Regions from separate parts of the Danio rerio genome. Here region 1 is linked to region 2. The links are chromatin contacts, called in public Hi-C maps. All regions are on one chromosome and are shown on one strand. The core of a region is the stretch at or near the end of the contact, and the rest is flanking DNA. Distances in the headings are between cores, read along the strand shown. Region 1 holds the start of tmem14ca (transmembrane protein 14Ca). Region 2 holds the start of ofcc1 (orofacial cleft 1 candidate 1).

Region 1 (7,032 bases), core at 1,924-4,423, 170 kb before region 2:
TTTAATTCTAGAAGACTTGAGGCTTTTTTAAAAAAAAAAAGTGGAGTGTCCCTTTAAGTGGCACTTTCCTTCTAATTGCGTGAAGGAGAGATAACTGAAGCAAGATGTGGTGTGAACAGACCTTGACAAATATATTGTACTGTTACATGTGACCTCTGTGCAGCTACTCTATACAAACAGCACACAAAAGCACAAGTAAAAGCAAGTGTCTTATAATTACCCTCTTCTACGAAGCATATTTAGTGAGTTCCCGATGCAAAACATACAAAAAAATGAACACCTTTTTTTGCAAACTTGTTTATGGTTATAACTGTCCTGCTGCTATTACTCCATTACAGCGAGGTCAACATCTAGATCAACTTCAATCATCACATATTTACATTGATTTCAAGCAACTCAGCGCATTACCTATTATTTTTCACCTTTACACTTTTGACTGAGTCCATATGAAAGTGTAAATAAAATCTTTTTAAAAAGAGTTCTTGCGCATAAATTTGGAGTTTAACTGCAAAAACTCAAAAAAATAAAATAATAATTTCATACGAGTTTCAAAAACTGATACTGTGGAGGGTTTGTGAGTTAAACCGCTAATAGTAATGGGACAAAGGTTAAAATTAGATATGTTGTTAAAAGCAATGTTAGCATAAAATGACTGCTGTGTAAAAGGGATTTGGGAGATTAAAAATAATGGATATCCTTTCTCAAACTAATTTACTTTGAGATGTGTTAGTTACCTCGCTCCAGCAATGAGACCAGCTGGAATGATTTTGCGCGAGTTGTAGAATCTCTTCCCCATGATAGCAGCAAGCGTCCCAGATGCAGCTGGGGGAATAATAATAAAAAAACACTGAAGACACATGGTTGTAGTAAACAGTATGACCTAATTTATAAATGCAAGCTGCTTTAAGATACAGAAACAGAATATATAGATCCGGAAATAAATGCAAACCTAAAGACACCCAAATATTTCCAGGATCTTGTGATGTTTGGTAAGCACCAAAACCAGCCAAACCTCCAAAGACAAGCCCTGCTGCCAAAGACGGGACACTGCCTAAAAGACAAATCAGTTAGAAGAAAAGATTACTAAAACACTGAGAACACTTTCAAATTCAGTGGTTCAGTTCAGTTCTGGATCATGTTATTATCCAACAAATAAATAATCACTCCACATAAAACAGTAAATAAATAAATACAGTCTTATCAAACAGGTTTCTCTTCTTATAATCAACCATAGTTTTGTTACAGACAAAGACATGATTTTATAATAGAAAAAATACATTTGGAAAAAAACAGGCTTTTTTTTATTATTTTGTACTAAAACCATGGTTAAATTTCATAAGGGTAAAACTAATTGAGGTAAAATTGGTTTTATATACACACACTTGTTCAGTGATAACAGACATGCTCTCTGTATTGTTAACAATGATACTTTGAATATTTGGACTGAAGTTACATGTATGCCTTCAAAACAACATTAGCACTATTTAATTGACAGTGAACAATGTTGTACTTTGATAGTGATTGGCTGCTAATATGACTTTACTATTAAGAATTTGCAGTGAATACTTTTCTGAAATGTTATTATTAAGGCAAAAGTCTGAATTTGTAAATATGAAATCAACTTTATAGAGGTAAAGGTGGTTTTATATTTGGATATTCAGACATTCTTCTTAATGATATATTTTCATAAAAGTATTCTTTGCCAATAATAAATAGGGAAATCATATTAGCAGCTGATGATTATCAAAGTACAACATTGTTCACAGTCTATAAGATCAGTGGTTCTAAAAGTGGACAATGTCGAGGGGTCGCTTGGTGATTTCCAAAACTCAAATACATTTTATTAAACTATTTGAATTACCATATTTTATTCATAACCCACAGAAGACAGTTAATAGTTGTGTTAAAGAAATAACAACAACATACAAATAAAAATCAGCCATTTTGAAATGTAATTCAATTAATAAATGACTGAAAAAAACGTTATATTTTAATAGACTGTTGCATGTTTGTATTGTGTATATGCTCGTGTTTGTATATGCCGATAGTTAATAGTGGTAAAGTTAGTTTTATATTCGCACATTCAGATTTTTTCCTTAATAATATAAATTTCATAAAAGTATTATTTGCAAGCTCTAAACAGCGAAATCATATTAGCAGCCACTGACTATCAAAGTACAACATTGTTCAGTCAAATAAACAGTGTTAATGCTGTTTTCAAGTCACACTTGCATGCTAATTCTGATCGAATATTCAAAGTAACGTGGTAAACAATACAGAGACTTCTAAATGAACGAATGTGCGAATATAAAACCAACTTTACCTCTATCGATAGTTATGTGTGCAACGTTTGTATATTTGCTGTATGACCACCTTGAAAGATGGGGGTCGTGAGTCACTGGCATTGTTATTTAAGGGGTCGCGGGCTGAAAAGTTTGGGAACCCCTGTATTAGACAGTGCTAATGTTGTTTTAAAGTCATACTTGCGTTCTAATCATGACCGAATATTCAAATTAGCGTGGTAAACAATATAGAGACAGATAAATGAACGAATGTGCGAATATAAAACTAACGTTACCTTAATGTAAAAGCAGCCTACTATAGCATGAAAAAACAATCACCAGCAAATCCGGGTTAAAGGTTTGGAATAAAATATGTTCATCGAGCATTCTCATTACCTGCTTTAACATATCCAATGACTCCACCAGATGCAACTAGCGCTGCGTATCCATATCCAGCCCAATCCACTGCCATCCCTAACACCTGTGGACACATATCGACACATTTAAACCTCAGACGCCGACAGCTTACAGCCCCTGTCAACTGAATGCCAAAGCACACCTGTATAAAAACGACAACTGCAGTAGAATTCATGAGCAGCGTGATGAACCACACTATACAATGATCAAACAATCAACCATAACAATGAAAAGTGACAGTCTGAATGATATACACACACTCAAACGTCACTGATAAACTTCAGCTTATCTCAGCGTGAGCTTGCATTTCTATTAACAACCGTGATAGCAGAGAGCGGCGCGGTGTTTATTCAGCGTATTTGATTACTCAAGATACACCAGTGTAATGTGTTTATTAAAATTAGACTAATACTTGCAGCTTGAGAGTCTAATCTGCTGGATGTCCTTGGTTGCTTCGTGTAGTCAACTCGTAATGTGCGAAGTTCCTTATTACGTCATAAAGACTGACACACAAACACCAATGAAATTTTACGCACGTGACGTGTTGCGTTACAACGTTTCTCCTGTTTACTTATGGGAAATGAAGTTAAATCTTTGAACATTTTAAAGTGAAATAAACAGCCTCCCGCCACCTTGCTTTCCTTTCACATTTCTTTTCTTGTATATGCTTGATAAATGATATTATGTCTAAACTTTTACTAAATGTTAAATATATTTTATAGAAATGCATTACTTTTACTAATGTTTCCCTTTCTGTATTCTCATCGTGTATTCTGTAGAAACTTTTACATATATATATATATTTTTTTTTACAATCATTATCAATCGCGTGGTCAGCCAGGTAAAAGGGGTGGACCTGTTTTGCAGTTACTCGTCTCATTTTCTACTTAATTATGAGATTTAAAAACTGAATTTAGTGACATTTTAAGCTCTATTTTTAGCTGAATTAGCTTGCCGGATGGTCATTCTTACCACACTTTTTGATGCACAAAATATTTCCAAAATATTTGGAACAAAGAAATGTTTATTTTTTTAAAAACAAATTCATAACATCACATATCATAAAGTTTTAAATTAAAAACGGTAGCCTATTGTAATTTATTAGGCAAATAAAAAAACAATGAACTTTCCTTAGAATTTGGCCATTTAAATAACAAAAATTAAAATATAATAATAATAATAATTAAGAGCCTCTCTTGTAAAAAAAATGCATTTGAAAATTAATGAATAACAATAGCCAAAATAAAATAATAATAATAATAATAAGAAGAAGAAGAAGAAGAAGAATTCAGAGCCTCTAATAGTATTCAAATTAATTTTAATATGGGCTGCTTTTGGTGCTTCACTTGGTCAAACTTTGTTTCAAGAATAAGGTCCAAGATTTAGAATAAAAGTAGCAAAAGAATACAGTAGCGAAAGATGACTTTGCTTATGTGGGATATTCTTTTGCACAGCTGTATTTTGGACTCAACAATTGTTTGCATTGGCCAAAACTGATTAGCTGAAGTCACACCAGGGTTCGGCTTGGTCTTAAAACCTTTTTCGGTAGGTTATTTTTACTATTCATGATAGCCTAGCAGTCAAAAAAAGACAAATGAGCTTATGTATAGGACAAATTCTGGACCTTTGTCAGTGAGGGGGTGGGTGTTCCAAACAATAACAACAATAACGACAATTGGATACAATACAACTAAATCAAAGATACTTTGTTCATTAAACTTAAACTAACTGTTCAAATTAAAATATTAATCAATGCCATTTCACAATGTAACTCACACATTACACCTGACACTAACAGTGTAGTCATTAAATTCTAATTATGTAAGTAAACTGATACTAGCACAAAATTAAAAGGGACTTTTGCATTTTGATGCATAGTTATATGGAGACTGATGTATTTGTTTAAATCAAGAACATTTCACTATAGGTCAGATGATAGCAATTACCACAGAACATGACCCATATCAATAGATGCCATATTTCATCTTCATATACTTTGCCAGATATGGTACTCTTTTACTGATAACATTTTCATGTTTGACCTATGCTTGAAAATCCCTTGTAACTGACATAAGACTGGCTTTAACATGCCAGAACGTTCAAAGATGCTTGGCTAATGGAAGCATTCACTGTGATGTGTATGAGAACCTATGGCCAAATCCACAAGAACGGACTGATGAAAACTTATGACAGACAGTGAGCTATGCTTCAGATGACTACTATTCTTTTCTATTAATTTAAGTTTTTTTAATCTGTTGCGATAGCACTAATAAAATTCAAATTTAGTTATTCATAATATGGAATGCAAGTTTATATTTAATTTTACATATGTAAAATATGTCCTATTTGCAAAATACTTCAAAATATTGCAAAAATGGCTGCAGATATATCTTTTTCAACCACTGGAGTTACAAATATGTACATGTTCAAATATATTAGCTATATTTTATATATGTGTAAATATGTGCTATATTTTAATTATCCTAATAACAGATTTTCACCACGAAGACACTTCAACTAGAAATCAAACAGTTTAGCAACACAGCAATCTGTCATATTTGTTCATTCTGGTCTATAGCAGAGCTAAAAGTTAATTAATTACAGTTAATCAAGTTTATTTGTATAATGTTTTTCATGGTACTTTTTTTTTTTTTCATTTCAACACAACTTTAGCCTACATAAAGAAACTGTAGCATTTGTAGCATGTCATTAAAACTAAATCAGAAAAAAATTAAACTGCCGATTTATTTAACAAGGCTTCTTAAAGCTAAACGTACGCAGATACAACAGATATTAGCAGATATTATATAATAATGACTGTTTTCTTCCAGCCATGCGCCTAAAAGTTTTTTTCTCTTTTTAAAAATTGTTTCAGCTTAATCTTCTACCCCTTATACTTTTTTTTTAAATGTACACTAGATGGTGCCAGATGATTAAATGAGAAACGTTTGTCTTTTGTTGCGGGTCTCTGCAGTCGTTCAACATGGTTACGAACGACAGATCTCTCGATTCTAAACTAGTTAAACTGTCACATTAAGTAATATGATGTGTTTCTGTGGGTCAGGCATATATTTATCTATTTATTTTATTTTTTTATTTTATTTTTTTTATTTATTCATTCATGTACCTACTCGTTAAAAAAGTAGGCTAGTCTAAACTATGATCAGAATCTAAACAGGCTTACATTTAAGCACATTAGAAATATGTCAGGCTGTCGTTCAGCCTCAGTAAAGAAAGCAAAATGCGATAATAAAGGCATCCCTTGGGATTTGTCAATGGAAATGTGATAGAGAAACATTCTACTTCTAACATTGTCCAATAGAGGGCCCAAGAGAACGTTAGATGACTTAAGAGAGAACCCGTTTTCTTGATCTCTGAACTAACACTATTTCATAAAATGTGCAGACTAAAAGAGTAGGCTATTTTATATTTCACTGCTGGCCTGTCATGCAAAGAAAACCTGCTTTGATTGTACTTACATTTGCAATAGTTAATACTGATGTAAGCTAGAACTTTATAATTTTGTTGATTTTGCCAATTTTTAATGGAGCTGGATTATAATGGTGCTTTTTCGGAGACATTTAATCAGACACAAGCTGATGTTTTGCTCGGCTATGTATCAGCAATATACAACGATAATAATAATAATAATATTAATTATATATATATATATATATATATATATATATATATATATATATATATATATATATATATATATATATATATATATATATATATATATATATATATTAGCAAGCAACAACGATAAGAATCAATTGTCCGTTTAAATTCTACATTCTAGCCTGTTATAGCATTTCTAGACCTTTAAGTTGTGCCGTAATAAAAAAAATATATTTTTAAAAACATTAGAATGACAACACTGAATACAAATTTGATATCAGACTGATGTTGTCTATGCATTTTTGCGCATATAGTTTAATGCCGCTTTCTGAAATTAATTTATCGCTTCCACTTAGGTTAATTTGTAATTCTACAACTCTACTTACATTAACATGTGTTAATAATTTATACAGTTAAATGATGTAACAAAGCGACAGGGGTACCCATATTGCACGCTTGCAGCACACCAGAATATCTAATTTTTTAAGCCGTTGATAAAAAGTTGATATATTCCCAGACCGACACGGTGGTTAGAGTGTTTATTTAGATTTCACTCAATAACTCTTTCGATGATCAAAATGACAGGAAGAAATACCAGTATGACTTAATAAAAGTGAATGTTAATCAAGTGAAAATGATTAAACAAACATTTGTTTAGGGATAACTGTCTCATGACGCAAAATTATATAATATGCAAATATTTTAACAT
Region 2 (6,603 bases), core at 3,266-5,765:
AGTGCCAAAGTTTAAGACCTCCTTTGGTCAATCTGTCTTCTCTGTAAAGGGAGCCAAACTGTTGAATGATTTACCTGTTGGCCTAAAATCAGAAAGTAATATACATACTTTTAGTAGTGTTCTTAAAAGGTGGTTAAAAACAAAACAGCAGTGTTTGCACAAATAGTCTACTGTTAGTTTGTTGGATCATGTCGCCTTTGCTTTTGCCTTCAGTGATTTTATGTAAAGAATTATAATGTTGTGTATATGTATTTATTATATTTCCATTTTGTCCAGCCTCCTGTGGACAGGTGTTGAGAATTAGCAAGTTTGCTAAAACACTTAAACAGATGCATTTGGTTGTCCAGTGTAATTGTGATGTCTATGTAAAATACATAGATAAAAAATAAATAAATAAATTAATTAATTAATTAATTAATTAATTAATTAATTAATTAATTAATTAATTAATTAATTAATTAATTAATTAATTAATTAGTTAATTAGTTAATTAATTAATTAATTAATTAATTAATTAATTAATTAATTAAATTAATTAACAGTGAGTGAATAAATAAATAAATAAATAAATAAATAAATAAATAAATACAATAATAAAAATGTAAAAAGGAAAGTGGTATAACATTTCATATTAAATTTTTGAGGTTTTAAAACCTTGACTTTTTCAAACCATGGTAAATCTTGAAAACGGTTATCGTCTACTGTTTACACCATTTTCTATCCCTCAGAAAATAAGCTTTTTTTTTCCTTTTTCAAATTTTCCAAAATTTTAATTCTATAATTTATAAGCTTAATTTCCGATGGGGTCATCAATTTAGGTCTGCACAGTGAAGCAAGTCCCCGTGAGTCTGTATGCTTTTAGGTTTAAGTCTCCACCAGGATAAAAAAAAAAACGTGAAAACATACACACAAACACACACAGAATACAGTGTATGGTAATTTGACCTTGCTTCGCCTAAGTATTAAATTATTAACCAGTTCAGTCTGATGATTACAAGTTCAAAAGAATCTGGAGTTAATGCACACAAGCTGAGTTTGCTACTGGTTAACAGCACGTCAGCAGCTTACTCAGTGTATACAGGTGCAGCGCTTAGATGATCAAGGGCTCTTTTAGACATACTGCTTTCCCATATAATTAAGACACACACATATAAGCACACTACACATCATCTCATTTGCGAGAGGCTTTTACCCTCTGTAAAAGTCTTTTGTCCATAGTTAATATTTTCCTCATGTCAGTCAGGCTATTATCCAACAGTGAATCGGGTGTCTATTAGTTCAGTTGTGACAAACTCTGGTTCTGGGGAAAGACCTGATTCAGTGCTGCACTGTTCTGAGTATCTCCCTAAATAAACACTTCTGATTCAACTCTTCAAGACATGAGCTTCAAGTGAGTGTATCAGACATAAGACTCATCCAAACTGTGCAGTGTTGGAAAAAATCCAGACACGGGGTTGGGAATTCCAGCATCAGGTCATATCATGTGGAAAGAAGGTCTTTAAATTGAGCACTGCTTTCAGGAAATGCAGGAGAGATGCTTGGCTGACTTTTTTTCATGTGCTTTATTTTACAAACTCACTACAGTGATTATTTTAAGAGTTTCTCAGAACGCAAACCATAAACATAATGAGACCTGGCACCAAAAGAAAATTCTGAGTATTGTAGAAGGTTTTGTAAGTGGTTAAGTGCTAAACAAATATTGTATATCACTCCATCTGTAGAAATGAGATTAGCTGCATTTGCCTTCTAAGAAATTAAAAAGTAAACTTACCATTATTATATCACATACTTCACTGCTTTCACACTAGCTTCTCATGTGATCTCGGGTGCAAGCAATGTCAGAGTGTGAAAAATCAACTTTTTTTAACTCACTCAAATGCACCTAAGTTTGCTTGGAAAGTGTTTTGAGTTATGATTTATTATTAGAATAATACAGGTACAATTAAATTTTACTTGTTGTGACATTTAATTTGAATCATTTTATTTTCTGTGACATATTTAGCGTGCAATCAGGTGTTTTCCATTGTTGCTTCACTTTAAGTTCCTTACACAATACATTACACCCTAACAACCAGGGCATACAAGTATTTGCAAAATAACAACCACCTACCTGTGTTTGAACATACTAGGGACCACAAACTGTAGCACCAGCCCCACAGCACACCCTATGTGAAACAAATTATAAATTAAATAAATGATTGCACCAGTACATTGCATTTTAACACATATGTATGTATGTATGTATGTATGTATATGTGTATGTGTGTGTGTGTGTATATATATGTATATGTATATATATATATATATATATATATATATATATATATATATATATATATATATATATATATATATATATATATACATATATATATATATATATATATATATATATATATATATATATATATATATATATATATATATATATATATATATATATATACACACACACACACACACACACACACACACACATATACATATACATATATACACATATACATATACATATATATATATATATATATATATATATATATATATATATATATATATATATATATATTGCAGAAATTACTGTAAACGGTTAAATCAAATACTTGTAAAATTCTTCAATCAACTTCTTTCAACTGTTCATGGAGAAATTCCCGAAACATTATTTAGCATGTCTACCATCCACAACCTGCCATCTTTGTGCTGTGTATTAATTCTGTCATTTTTGTCACGGAATACAAAGAGGCCAATCATTTTTAATATACTATATTAGGCTATTTCATGACAGATTGCTACAAGTAGATAAATGAAACTATAGCGTATTTAAAAGCAAACTAGAATGCAGTTTACATTATTCTCTGATATCTACAAAGAACACATGTGGCTTGGTTAAGTGCAACAATTCTCCTGAAACTGTTTTACATGCCTATTTACAACCCTAGGAATTGCCCCTATGCTGAAAAAAAAAAAAAAGTCTATTTTTTACCTTAATTGGAAGAATCATGAGCCCTGTTCTGATGTTCCTCGATGTCCGCACAGCATGATGTACTCTGAAATACAAAATAGTTGTCAAAAATATTTTAGTTTTTTAGTTTTTAAAGAAATCAGCTTTTGTTTAAATTTGAGTTTCTCAAAGAGATGACTTTCTGTCTGACATTACGGACAAAAAATGTAATTAAATAAAATCATAATCTGGGTTTTTTTCTGAGAGGGTGCCAAATTGTCTAATGTGACCGCTTTAATTAAAAAAAAAAAAAAAAAAAAAAAATATATATATATATATATATATATATATATATATATATATATATATATATATATATATATATATATATATATATATATATATATTATTAATTCATTCATCCACAGGGGAATGAACCACCAACAACCGCCGATACACACTCTTTCACACACATACACTACAGCCAATTTAGCATGTTCAGTTCACCTATAGAAACCGGAGCACCTGAAACGCAACATGGGGAGACATGAAGAGAACATGCAAACTCCAGACAGAAATGCCAACTGACCCAGTCGGGGCTCAAACCAGCAACCTTCTTGCTGTGAGGCGATCGTGCTATCCATTGCATCATTATATATTTTAATCTAAAGGAATTATAAAGCGCATAACCACCTTCTTTCAGAGGGAGCAGCATTTACAACAGAACAGAATTTTAATACACTAACGTTAGACCAGGACTGTCCAAACTCAGTCCTGGAGGGCCGGTGTCATGCATAGTTTAGCTCCAACTTCCTTTAACAAACCTGCCTGGAAGTTTCTAGTACTTGGGTGGGCAAACTCGGTCCTGGAGGGCCGGTGTCGTGCATAGTTTAGCTCTAACTTCCTTGAAGACACCTGCCTGGAAGTTTAGAGTACAGGGGTAGGCAAACTGGGTCCTGGAGGGCCGGTGTCCTGCACAGTTTAGCTCTCACTCTAATGTTAATCAAACACACCAGCTTATAGATTTCTAGTGATCTTGAAGACACTGATTGGCATGTTCAGGTGTTTTTGATTAAAGTTGGAGCCAAAATATGCAGGACACCAGCCCTCCAGGACCGAGGTTGCCCACTAGAACGGTTTGATTAGCTGGTTCAGGTGTGCTTAATTGGGGTTGGAACTAAAGTAGGCAGGACACCAGCCCTCCGAGTTTGGAAACCCCTGCACTAGACCATCTACGCAAAACCGCGTTTAAAATCGAAATAATTGATAATTCTAATGAAATACAGATAGCCATTCAGTGGTAACGTTTATGACAGTTGCTCATTTCTCTGTATAGTTACACATGAAAATACCACATACTAGCATGTTTATACTCCAAACTCACATATTAGACAATTGTTTGAAATAAATCCTTACGTCAGATGATTCTGAAGTTATGTGATCATTAGTCACGCTGAATTAATGAATTCAGTTAAATCAACCTTTAGCCTAAATAGCATGACCGCTAAAGCTAACGCCGCCTCTATTGCAGTTCTGGAAGGAGTATAAAATGCGTAATGTGATTGGCTAATGCGTGCATCACGAGACCAAGTTAAGAAACGTAAATAAGTCATGCTAGCAATACCTTTTTATCTCGCTAGTCACTTTCTGGGTTAATCTTCTGTTTACAATGCAACTATGGGCATTTCCTTGGTTTCGTTTTTGGGTTTCCGTACGAGGGCGACCTCTGGCCCTCCTTCGGAGATTTGCTACTACTGTAACACACATACAGTATGCGATTTCTTGTCAAGATGGTCAAGACCTGCATTAGAGTCACAGGTAAGATCAATCGCTAACCCGATTTATTTTCGATTAATTGCCCAGCCATGTATATAAATATTTTTTGTGTCATACATTGTGCTGTGTAGAAAGTTACTTTTGAAAGTAATGTCTTACAATATTGAGTTACTCATTAAAATAGTAACTACTTCTTACTTTTTATGTGCTTTACATTAACTTACTTTTACTTGCTACTTTTTCTTTCTTGACTGAGGCTTGATTTCTTTAAGAACTTGCAGGGTTCCTTTTTATTTTTATTATTCATTATGTGATTACCAATGCATTTTATTACTGTTCTTATACCTTCATTTATTATTAAAAACACTAATAATATTTAATTACAATGATAATTGTGAGGATATTGTTGTCTTTGAAGTGATTCCTGACCCCAGAGCTATACGTACCGTATATACAGAGTATTAAAAGTTAAAAGCAATGTGTTTGGTACTTTTGTACTCCTTATCTTGTTAGTTACATATACGTCAGTTTAAGACAATCCCATTTTCCTTTTCTTTGATGCTTCAAAATAATGAGAAGCAGAAACTTCATTGGTTTAATGACGTGCACTGCAAAAACCTCACAACGCAAACACAAATGTATGTATTACATTTATATAGAAGTCAGAATTATTAGACCCCCCCCCCCACGCCCTGTTTATTTTTTCCCTAATTTCTGTTTAATGGAGAGAAGATTTTTTTCAACACATTACTAAACATAATAGTTATAATAATTCATTTCTAATAACTGATTTATTTTATCTTTGCCATGATGATAGTAAATAATATTTGACTAAATATTTTTAAAGACAATTCTATACAGCTTTAAGTGACATTTAAAGGCTTAACTAGGTTAATTAGGTTAACTAGGCAGGATAGGGTAATTAGGCTTGTTATTGTATAAGGGTGGTTTGTTCTGTAGAAAAATATAGCTTAAAGGGGCTAATAATATTGACCTTAAAATGGTTTTTAAAAAGTTGAAAACTGCTTTTATTCTAGCCAAAATGAAACAAATAAGACTTTCTTCTTCTTCAGAAAAAAAAGATCAGACAGGCTCTGAAATTTCCTTGCTCTGCTAAGTTAGAAAATATTTATTCTAGAGTTCTAAAACTTACATTTACTTATAAAACTTATTTACTCTGTCAAAATGTACTGCAATTAAATATACCCAAGACAAATTATATTTCAAATTTAGCTACTATAGAGATTGACACGACTGATGAGAAATGTTTTGATCAATATTTCTAATTAATGTCTAAGTAATTTAGTTTAATCAAAATTGTTTCATAATTTAGCGTTTTTTGATCTGAACCGAATCAACATTACTCTGACTATAGAGCTAAATAATAACACTGCGGTTTTTTAGAGCTCCTTAACAGCTGGATTTAAATTCCATATACACGTTTTAAAACAATCAGTATTCACTAAAGTACTTTTTCTTTTGGCTGGACCTGGTTTGTGTTTTTGACCACAGTTATCAGAGAGATTCAAAGTCTATAAGTAAATACACAATCAGCCGTTGTCAGGAATCTCCTCAAGATGTCCTCTAAATACTCCCTGTGGTCATGGTGTTTTGAAGATCAAGTACTCATGATGACCTCAGGCCAGTTTTTCCAATAATTTGAGGTGTCCTTTTGACAATTGTGTCAGTAACATGCACAATACGACCACTAAAAGAGATGCTTTTCCATGCCAGACTCGTTCACACAATCTTTCCTCTTTTCTTTATCACAGTGAGCAGGCACGGCACATTCAAAGAAAGCAGAAAATTCTCTAATAGTCTTATTCCTCTCTTTAGCATGCATATTAAATATATCACGGCAGACACAGCCTTTGAGCTATCCAGCC

The links. Hi-C and Micro-C count contacts between places; a contact is called where the count stands out from the background.
Region 1: a Hi-C map of an unstated tissue shows a contact between it and region 2, with 5 times the contacts expected there. The contact joins the promoter of tmem14ca here to the promoter of ofcc1 in region 2. A contact is called at or near these places in 2 of 18 Hi-C or Micro-C datasets (caudal fin and an unstated tissue) and 2 of 4 datasets of contacts at active chromatin or transcription factors (caudal fin and gastrula embryo).

Annotation. Positions count from the first base shown.
Region 1 is chr24:9,080,875-9,087,906 of GRCz12tu, reverse strand. It overlaps tmem14ca (transmembrane protein 14Ca), which reads right to left and starts at 3,173. Exons shown (of 5, transcript NM_001045438.1): 1 at 3,112-3,173; 2 at 2,679-2,763; 3 at 950-1,051; 4 at 735-822. The coding sequence starts at 2,754.
Region 2 is chr24:8,910,202-8,916,804 of GRCz12tu, reverse strand. ofcc1 (orofacial cleft 1 candidate 1) reads left to right here and starts at 4,515. Exons shown (of 22, transcript XR_012399704.1): 1 at 4,515-4,759. It also overlaps a transcript of tmem14ca not described here.